Linked DNA regions of Mus musculus: regions 2 and 3 are each linked to region 1. The links are chromatin contacts, called in public Hi-C and HiCAR-type maps. All regions are on one chromosome and are shown on one strand. The core of a region is the stretch at or near the end of the contact, and the rest is flanking DNA. Distances in the headings are between cores, read along the strand shown.

What was found. Hi-C and Micro-C count contacts between places; a contact is called where the count stands out from the background. HiCAR-type assays count read pairs that join an accessible place to other places.
Region 2: a HiCAR-type map of astrocytes shows a contact between it and region 1, with 4 times the contacts expected there. The contact joins the promoter of Lmx1a here to the enhancer-like site in region 1. A contact is called at or near these places in 1 of 39 promoter capture datasets (embryonic stem cells) and 6 of 115 datasets of contacts at active chromatin or transcription factors (astrocytes, embryonic forebrain, embryonic stem cells and 3 more).
Region 3: a Hi-C map of neural progenitor cells shows a contact between it and region 1, with 2.1 times the contacts expected there. The contact joins two enhancer-like sites. A contact is called at or near these places in 1 of 15 datasets of contacts at CTCF or cohesin (pro-B cells), 5 of 484 Hi-C or Micro-C datasets (cerebellum, cochlea, cranial neural crest and 2 more), 4 of 115 datasets of contacts at active chromatin or transcription factors (astrocytes, embryonic stem cells, neural progenitor cells and 1 more) and 1 of 9 other capture datasets (embryonic stem cells).

Annotation. Positions count from the first base shown.
Region 1 is chr1:169,483,991-169,487,351 of GRCm38.p6, reverse strand. No RefSeq gene overlaps it. Among named protein-coding and RNA genes, the nearest start is that of Gm34535, 23 kb to the right of the region's middle. Within about 2 kb of position 1,866, at least 49 of the 459 cell types and tissues checked have an H3K27ac peak or open chromatin away from gene starts, as enhancers often do. A contact at or near this core is called in astrocytes, forebrain, neural progenitor cells and 1 more, where this site is marked.
Region 2 is chr1:167,687,865-167,691,225 of GRCm38.p6, reverse strand. Lmx1a (LIM homeobox transcription factor 1 alpha) reads right to left here and starts at 1,668. Exons shown (of 8, transcript NM_033652.5): 1 at 1,376-1,668. The coding sequence starts at 1,451.
Region 3 is chr1:168,212,450-168,215,810 of GRCm38.p6, reverse strand. All of the region lies in intron 2 of Pbx1 (pre B cell leukemia homeobox 1), which reads left to right. Among named protein-coding and RNA genes, the nearest start is that of Gm51671, 130 kb to the left of the region's middle. Within about 2 kb of position 1,495, at least 56 of the 459 cell types and tissues checked have an H3K27ac peak or open chromatin away from gene starts, as enhancers often do. A contact at or near this core is called in neural progenitor cells, where this site is marked.

The DNA.
Region 1 (3,361 bases), core at 617-3,116:
AAACAGGTCACAAGTTTAACAGGAGGCTGTCAGGAGGAATTTGAGGCAGCTTAACGATTGTTTGGGGTTTTGGTTAGCTGTCCTTATTTAAAATTTAAAAAAAAAAAGCCACTATTTGATGTTGTATAATTTAACTGAACTCATTTAGATTGGCTTTATCCTAAAATTGCTACTGGTGATTATTTGCTATCTCTAAACCTTTGGAATTTAAAGAGCCTATAATTGTCTATTAAATAGGGGAAGACCAGATCAAAGAGGAATTTGAACATCTCCTGCTACAAAGCACAGGTCTGCTGATCCATCAGTTGAGTGTCAGGTAGAACTGCAGGCTGTGACAGAGGGGAGGCTCATTTTTATGGTCATGAATTTGAATTTGTTTTTTTAAATGTACTAAACCACATTTGCTTGCTCCAGATTTTTGAAGTTCCCTGGCATTCCTTGGTAACAAGGATTTGTCCAGTGATGGGAGGGATCTAGCCAGGTTTCAAAAGGTCTGGGCTAGGGGACAATCCTGTCCCCAGTGTGTGTGTGGCTTCAGCACTGACACAGTGTGTGAACCTTAGAGCTGGTGGAACTCACCCTCAAGCCTGATTTAGAAAGAAACTGGAAAATCTTCAGAATCATTTTTTGTAGTAGATAAAATGTGCGGTTAACTTGTTGCTTAACGTCTTAAAACAAGAAGTGTTAGCCACCCGTTATGTGGGTTCTTGAACTTCAGCACAGGATGGCTTACAGAATAGGCCTAGGACTTGGGAGGAATTAAAGTGATTTCCATTACTCAGTTTAGATCTCATATCAAATGAACCAGGTGCTGAAGACAGATACCTCCTCCTCTGAATGCACTCCCTGGGAAGAAAGATGCTCTGAGCTTAGTAGAAGTAGTCAGTGGAAGGTGCTAGTTTCTGCTGGGCAATGCATCTTGATGAGTACTGTCACAGCAGGGGTCAGCCTTCAAACCAGTATCCTGCAGAATGTATGCCTGCTGCTTTCCCATAGAAAAAGCTACCCAGCCACTGATCATGGTGGACTGAAACTGGAGCCAGAATAGATCTTTCTCCCTTTTAAATTATTTCTCCCAACTATCTGTCACGGGACAAAAAGTCGAATGCACTTAGGTCTCCACAATCTCCTTAAATATCCATGTATCTGAGTTTTGAGTTTTATTATTTTCCTTATGATATATACGTACACATATATATCTTATGATATATATACATATCTCAATACATATGCACACACAAATATATGCATACATTTATACAACACAAACACATACACACACATAAACATGTCATCACATACACAAATATATATATATGTATATATATATATATATACATACATACATGTATATATATACATACATATACACACACACACATACATACATACATACACACACTCCACTCAGTTTTCTTTCTTGCTCACTACTCTGTAGTTTAAGTATGATTTCTCCAGAAGCCATCTCTATGCTCATCTATGCTGACTGGCTGTGACGTCATCACATACCACTTACCACACCTCCTATTGTCCTCCACTATTGGATTTGCTGAATGAGTAAGTAGCTTCCACAGGAGCCAAGTCTTTGGTTGAGCCTTATAATCCCAGAGCCAAATCTGGTGCCTGGCGCATAATAGGAGCTTGGGAATGATTCATGGAAGAAAGAAAAAAATAAACTGAGGAGTGTTTCAATGCTGTGTGAGGAATTTATTTTCCAGTCCAATTGCAATAAGCACATCTTCTTGAGAGAATGGCTAAATGCCCCGCTGTCGCCTGAGCATGGACACAATCCAGCAAGTCTGAGTTGTGGCACCAAACAGACAAACAGAGAGGCTCTTCCTAGGGAGAGAGGTAATTAGCACGCATTTGGCAGAATGCACTGGAAGGAAGAGACGTCCTGAGGGGCACTCTTGGAACACACTCAGGGAGGAAAGCTCACATACAATGAACTGGTTTTTATGGATCTAAGACGATTTTAACTGAGTAACAGTGACTCTGTTGTACAGAATCAGCATTCTATGCAGGCAATGGGAAAGCAAGAGTCCCTGTGCCTCGTAACGAGTGAGCAGGTGGCTAAGATTAGACAGGACTCGGCAGAAGAGGAAACATCTGGCTGCCTCTACAGAAGAGACTTTGCTCTCTTGGCCTCTCCAAGCTTTTCCCTCTAGCTTCTTAATGAGAAGGCATTGAAGGTGAGTTACCAAATTCTATGTCTATGGCGACTCCAATTGATATATCGAAATAAACTTTGGAAATAAACTTTCATTTCCATAAGTCATTTTCTTATACTTTCTAATTCTTTAAAGAAGCCCTGTTGCACTTGGACTGGGTAGCTGCAGACAGCCCAAGTGTGTTAATTAGCAAATTAAATTTTCTTATTCCTCTCTGCTTATGCTACATACAACTCTGTACAACCACTGAGAAGATAATGACATTCATCTAGTGACTTCCCAACCCTAAGCATGCTGGGATAGTGAAGAAAGAGACCCCAGCTGGGGCTCACCCGGGAGAGCTTGAATTCGGTCTTTGTTCTGACATAACTCTGGCTGCTGCAGGCACATGTCTTCACCTTCTCCTTTGCCTCTTAAGCATCCCATGCTGTTTCTAAAGATGGGCTTCATAAGCTGGCCATGTGGCACACATCTGGAATCCCTGCTCCTGCAAAGTGGAGGCAGGAAGATCAGGAGTTCAAGGCCAGCCTTGGCTACACACTAACTTTGAGGCCAGCTACATGCGGTTTTGTCTCAAACAACAAAATAAAGATAAAAACGAGAGAATGAAAGGAAGAAAGAAAAAAAGAGACCCTACAATCCTTGAAAAGACTTTAGCTGTTGCTTACCAGGTGAAATGCAGACATCCAATGGAGCTGGAGACATCACGTCTTCCTACTCCTTCAGCTTTTCTCCTCTCGTAATTATATAAACCACAGACAGCTGGAGAAGGAAATAAGTGTAGGCTCACACAGCTCTTCCTGAGAGTTGGGGTTTTCCCACTCAACATAAACATTAAGTGTTAGAGCCTTTGCATTAATTGGCAGAGCCTTCTTCCACCCCCACCCTTCCCTTCCACCCTTTTGCTCTGACTCTACTTGTCCCAGCTGTTCCAGCTCATAGGTTCTTTATTTGTTTTCTCATTACAGATGATTGTGAGCCACTAAGTGGTTGCTGGGATTTGAACTCATGACCTCTGAAAGAGCAGTGTCTTAACCTCTGAGCCATCTCACCAGCTCATGGCAGAACTTTCTTAAGGAAGGAGAAACAATGAGAAACTGGTGGGCTAGAAGGCAGCCTCACCCCTAAGCTAGTGACTGGATTCTCACCATGATCTTTCCTCATTATGTCTCCATCATGTGGCAGATGGC
Region 2 (3,361 bases), core at 419-2,918, 1.8 Mb after region 1:
AGCCCCCCCCCTTGCCCCCAACAAGCAAGGGAGAAATACTTGGCCGCCTTTGTTGACAATTTTCACAACCGTTTAAAGAAGCCCTTGTCCCACAAGAACACTCTTGTCTGTGATGTCCCAAAGGGACGATCCTTCTCCATACCACTACACTAATCTCACTTTCTGCTTTGTAAGCTGGACAGGTCGTTTTGTGTGGTGGGAAGCCAGCAAGAAGGCCTGGGGAGAAAGTGGTCGTTCTCAATTGTAAATTTCTGTTGTCTTGGTCTCAGCACCCCATCCTATGGTTGGGACAAACCATAGGATGGGTCGCGGGTCTCATGGTGCAGAGAACCAAACCCAGTGTGCCTGAGTCCGCACACAGGCTCTAGCCTGCGTCTTCCTTCTTGCTCTGGGGAGAAAATCCTGACAATTTCGAAAGGGAGGTTGAAAGAAGAGGGCATGGGTTTTGTAATTTCGTTTCCTCTGAACTGTTGGGGTGGAGTGGGCGATTTCTCTCTGGACATGGTTTCTATAATCGAAATTTTTTCAGCCCCACTCTATTGGTTCTAAAGTTAGAGAAAGAGGCAAGAGGTTTAAATAAAAGAAAAATCTCTCCTTCAGAAAGAAGCGGGAAGAAACACAGGAAGAAAGAAAATTTAAAAACAAAACAAAACAAAACATTTTTTTCTCCAAACTTGAAAATTCCAAAGGGAGAGTTGAAGAGACACTGGCAAAACAAGCCTGAACTCTGAAAGACCCATGGGTATGACTCTTTGGATCTCTCTATTCTCTGCTCCTTCGAAGTGGCTGGGTTGGGGGTAGAGGGATACCAAGCTTGCGGAACAGGGGTCCGGCTTCAGTTAATTAAAGACCAGGCAAGGGCCCCGCCGTGCAAGCTAATCCCAGCGCAGCGCTGCCCACCAGCCCGGAAAAGCCTCTCGGCCATGCCCAATACTAAAATTGGGGCTGCAGTTGGTGGGGGAAGAGAAGAACCTGGGCGCTCTGGGCCTCGGATCTCTCATGCTAGGACACAGGCCTCTGAGAAACCGGTGGCATTTATGAGCCGTCGATCAGCTCCGTGATTAAAAATCCAGCCCTGGGTATTATTAATCACTTGCCACTCAAATGCCTTGTGAACATGCTCGCCCGCCCCTCAAGGCTTTGGGGAATTCGATGTTGAACTCGTGAAGCCTGGGGAGGCTTGATGGTTGTATTTAGGTAGGGACGACTCAAAAGGACTGATGGACACGGAAAGACAGAGATTGTGGGCACCTCTGTGTGCGCGCGAAGAGGGTGCTAGTCTGGTCGCTTAACCCAGTATCAGAGACCTGACGTACTGAGCTCCCGGCCCCGGCAGAAGGAGGATGCTCTAGGGAGCATGCGGTTGAACACTTACCCAGCAAAGAGGAGAAAGATGCCGAGGTCTCAATCGCACTTTGAAAGTTCTCCTCCATCTTCAGGCCGTCCAACATGTTCGGGGTGAGCCAGGAGGACCTGTAGAGCGGAGGAACGGTTGAGTCTAGCTTCCCGTGCCTGTTGGGACTCCGCACCCTCAGTTGCCACTCTCCTGGGACAGGACAGAAGCAGTGTCCAGGGCGACAAGAATGAGCCTAGAGGGTAGAGTCCAGACAAGGGAAATGTAAGGTGGGAGGAGAGAGAAGAGCCACCGTGAACTGCTCGGACGGCTCTGATTTCACTTGAAGTCAACGCGTTATGTGCTAAGGCCTCCGCCCCCTAACTGCGTTCTCCTAACCCCCACCCCCACCCCTGTCCCCAGGTTTCCCATTCCAAGACCGACTCCGCCCCATCCTATACTAATGTGGCCCCTAGGGATCCCACCACTAGAACTATGGTACTCTGTGTGATGGGGTGGGGGTACGCCTGCTCTCAGAGCCAGGGCCAAGCCGGGACCAACCAGGTCCGATATCCCAGTGGCACCACCACTCACTTTCGACCCTCACCTGTCTTAGAGAGAGGCAGAGTAAGGGACTCGGAGACTGTCCCGCCTGCTTCCGTACTCCTGGCGCAGCGCTCTGCTTGGGGGGTGGGGGGGGGGCGCTCGGGAGTAGGCGTGCGGGGCGCGCGGGGAGGTCCTCCCGCCGGTCGGCCAGTGCCGGGAACGTCTGCAGGAGCAAAGGAGTCGCCTTGGGGAGGAGCCGCGACTGGCCCGGTTCACTCTTGGATGCATTTCAAATCAACTTTCAGAAACACGCCCGCCCGAGCCGGAGCCTAAGGATCCCCGCAGCCTTCCTTACCTGATGGGCGAGCTCGCGCCCAGCGTCCGGAGCAGCGCGAAGTGGCCGGGAGACGCCGGGCAGCTTTGGCGGAGGGAGGAGGCGTCCCCTAGGCTGCAGCCAGAGCAGCCGCCCGGACTCCGGCGCACCCGGGAGAGAGCAGGAGCGAACGCCGGCCCCCGATTCCGCTCCTCGGCGCGCCGGAGTGGGGCCGGGCCGTGGCCTCAAGCCGCCGATCCTCCTCGGGACGTCCCGCCAACACGCGCCGCTCTGCAGCCGGGAAGGGGAAACCAGGCGGCTGCTCCAAGATCGGCGGTGGAACCGGAGGCCCAGGGTCCTGGGTGCAAAGTCCGCCCTGCCTTCTTCGAGGCGGCTCGGGCGGTTTCTGACAGTGGCCGCTGGCTGCGTGCGCGGCCCGGGAAGGGGGTGGGGTGCGCAGGGCGGGGGCCTGGGAGCGCGTCCCGTGGCGGGGCCCGCGGTGCTCTGTTTCCCCGGCTTGGCTGCTCGACCCACCGCGAGGCTACAGCCTGATGCTCCAGTCTGCTGCCCGGACCTCCCGGACGCGCCAAACTTTTCCTTCTCTCCACGTGGAACGGTTGCCCCGGGGGAGCTACACCCCAGACTCGGCAGAGATCCGTGCCACCTAGACTTCACGCGGGCGGGATGGGGATCCGGTTGCTCTCGGATCTGCACCGTAAGTGATGACTAACCTCAGACACCTGGAGGTCGCGGGGATCGCCTAGAGCCCCCAACCCCAATCCTCTCTGCTTTGTGAACTCTGGCACCAGAAGCTCCAAGCTCTTCGGATTTTCATTCACCCACTTGCTCCTGCAACTTACAAATTTGTTTTGGCTTAAAACTCAACTCACCGTTTCTGGCTGAAACTACTTCACTGCTGGGAAATGCAATAATGGGACCCATGGCCAAACCTTGAATCAGGCTCCCTCTATCCTATCCTGCTGGCTGGATGCTAGACTAGAAGTCAGCCAAGGGGACTTTTCTTAGAAAAGAAGATCCTGGGGGCAGTTTTTAATTCCCTGTGATTCATAACATTCTGCAGCGACAGCCCTCCAGCCTCTCTAGAGGCAGGAACAGGGTCTTGCTCCTCTATTCCAAGAAAAGCCTGGGGCCAAGTGACTCAATAAACA
Region 3 (3,361 bases), core at 246-2,745, 1.3 Mb after region 1:
TTAGGAGGCTTTTGACCCTGAACGAAGCCCTGTGTGATTCTAAGGGGACAATACTGAGTATCAGAGTGAGTCCCAGATTTATAGATTCTGTGCACTGGAACCCTCTGAAGAGGCCATTCTAGGCCAGCAGCCAGGAAGATTCCCGCTTGGTCCTCTAAGGTCTGAGTTCCGTCAGTACTGGGCTCTCTGGAGCCTATCCATCAACCGTTGTCTGGCAGCTGCCTGTAATGCTGGATTGTGAAACTGGGGGAATCAAATGGTTAATCATTTCCATTTACTTGATAGACGACTCTTTAAAATAACTCACCCAGACAGCTTTTCCATCAAAGACGGAAGAGGCTTGAGCACTTCGGGGGAAGAGCGCCTATAAGTACAACCCCAAGCTTCAGGCTACTAAGGAATGGAAGATGTGGGTCCCGACACTGTTTAGAAGAATCAGTTCATAGCACAGTCATTTTCCAGCTGGAGAAGTGTCCACCGGTTTGTGGATGGTTATGCCTGTAAGGAAATGACAGAACCTGAAAGGTCGGGGTGGAGGAGTAAGGGGTTGGGAAGGGGGGAGGTGTTCTACAAAGCTTAAAGCAGTTTGGTGTACTCTTAGGCCTCGGGGGAACCCTTCACAGATACCAGTCCTGTGCTTGGGTGACTCTCCCTCACACAGAGAGCCATTGCCTTAATGTCAGCATAGCATTGCTTGTTTAGAATGGCCACATATGAAAGGCAGATCTGAGTTTTGGGAAATGGGCACTGGAAGAGACGGGAGAGCAAACGTGTTCTCTCTGTACAACTTACAACCGGAGGGTGGGGCACGTGTCAGGAACCAGCTGTGGCAGGACACAGATGCCTAAGACGCCATAGTTCTACATCCTACTTGGCTGCTGTGCACAAGAGCGCTGAAAAGACCCGAAGAGGTGCATAATACATGATCCGGGAGATCATGGGAGATCACCATGTCACCACTGGCTTCCAGGAGCTCTCGATCTTGGTGGCAGGAGCCTGCCTTGTTTTAGCCAAGTTTCTGTACCTTTATAATCTGTAAGTGTGCTAGCAGAGCGTGTGCTTTCTGTCATCAGGTGACACAATTCAATGTGCACAAAGGGTCCCAGCGGATGAATGGTTTCACTTTCTAGAAGTACAAGGGCAGGTTACTTCTTTCTCCACTGGCTTCAGAGCTCTGCCTGGCTTGGGCTTGGCACCTTCTTCTGCCTTGGTACCTTGAAACCATGAAGAGACTTCCTCAAGCCTTCCCTAAGTCTTATGTCCCTTCTCCAACCATCTCTTTATCTTGCTCAGCTGAGCGAGTCTCAAGCTTCACTCCATAGCCTGAAACAATGCCTTCTGCTAATATGCCCTCCTCCCTGTCTGCCCACATTTGGGAATCTCAAATCGGAGTAGATCCCAATTCCCCAGCTCCATGGAGATGTTGGTAGCTATGGGACCCTTCTTTAAACAAGTCCTCGGTGGGGAGAGAGTGCCCTCTAGTGGGCATCAGCCAGGAGCGACTCTGGAGCTGTGTTGCTCAGCCAAGGACAAAACAATCCTTTGCACAGACCTCCCACTGGCTCTCTTGAATGTGCCTTTGGGTTTGGTTTGTTTTTCTCCTTGTGTGAAGAAAATAAATAAAGAATGAACAGCAGGAGGCCAGTTGTGAGGGCTGCTCCAATCAGGCTGTGACAGTCTCCTTATCGCTGGAGTTTTAGCACCGGATTAACCCTAGGGCAAGTGATAGCAGCTGATGTGACTTCAGGTGTTTTCTGAAGGCTGTGACAACCTCTGTATAAATCACTTACCTGTCGTGACTGGTCTCTGTCGTGATTGGAATGGGAGGCAGTGATTTGTGAGTAGGAAACCCCTTTAAGAATTATTAGCTAACAAGGATAAATATCTTGGTGTTATGTACAGCCAGTGGGGCTGTTGGGACCCTGTATGACCAGCATGCACAGGCAAGGGGACTCTTAAAGCTCAGTTTCAGGGAAAGCTGTTGGGCAGGAGAGGGAAAGGAAGGAGGGAGGGGGTGCTGGGCACCCATCAGGGAGGCGGGAACCTGATCATATGTGATGGCTGCAGGATTAGGTAACAGCTCGGCTGGTTGAAATTGGATCTTGGAGGACGAGTGTTAACATCTCTGGTGTCCCAGTGAAAGGTTCATTTGAGTCTTGCATGGTGCTAGAGAGATAAAAAGGAGCTTTTAAATAAGCATTTTGTATCCAGCTCACCAGAGTACTGACTTCAAGCCATAAATAGGAAGTGTCACTTCTGTTAGCCGTATCGCTTATTTCTTTAAAGCTGGCGGCATTTTTTTTTTAACTGACTAGCTGAACAATTTCCGGGTCAGTGAATCCAAATACCTCAGTTTGTTTGTTTTGTTGTTGTTGTTGTTGTACTAGTATCTTGAAATCTTGTCCTGGGAAGAAATACAGACCTGCAAGATTCTCTGCCTTTTTCAAACACACACGTGCACCCCAAGACCATCAGAGCAATCACCTCCTATGTACTATAGCACAACAAAGTGCTCCCCTATTTGTGCCTACTTCTTGCACATTGTCCAGTGTAGTTTACTTTCATGAGTAGAGTATAATTGAAATGGTGCAATGTGTGTGTGGACGGAGGACGGTTCTTCTGGGTTTCTTCTTCTTCTTCTTCTTCTTCTTCTTCTTCTTCTTCTTCTTCTTCTTCTTCTTCTTCTTCTTCTTCTTCTTCTTCTTTTCATTCTCTTATTTTCAAATCTCTGGTAGAACCTTTCTTTACATGTCTGTAAAGCAATTGTGATGAGTCTTGGCAAACCCAATCTCCTCTGAATGAGTATTCAATTAGAGCATTTACCATGTAAAAATTAAGCTCCTTTATTGTTGCCCACCCCACTTCTACCTGGGTAAATCTTTACCCACCCAGGAATCAGTGCATCCCAATGCACTGTCCGTGGAAACTTGCAGTCTGGGTAGGCAAGGACTGTTATACAATAGGCCACTACTGTCCTCTGCATTGCTCCTGCAGCACCCTGAGGGAGTTCCCTGCCTTATTGAAAATATCAAAAAAAAAAAAATCAAGGATAAGCACACTCTTCATTAGGTTGAGGAGAGTTGATAAAGAGGAACTTGGTTGTTTAAAAGCACCGAGGCACAGGCCTGACTGAAACCCAGAGAGGTAGAAAGAAAGAAATATCAGCCATATGGGAACCAGCAGTATGAACCTGTTCATGGTCACTTGCCTGAGTACCAGTCAGTCTATCTTTCTTCTTCCTCACAATTGCTTTTGCTGCATCTGGGAGTTTAGGAGGCCATCTTTGGCACCTGCTCTGTCGGAGGAGAGGAATACCTGACATTGCTTTGGGCAGGCATTGCCTGGGCGGGCAGCCGCCTAC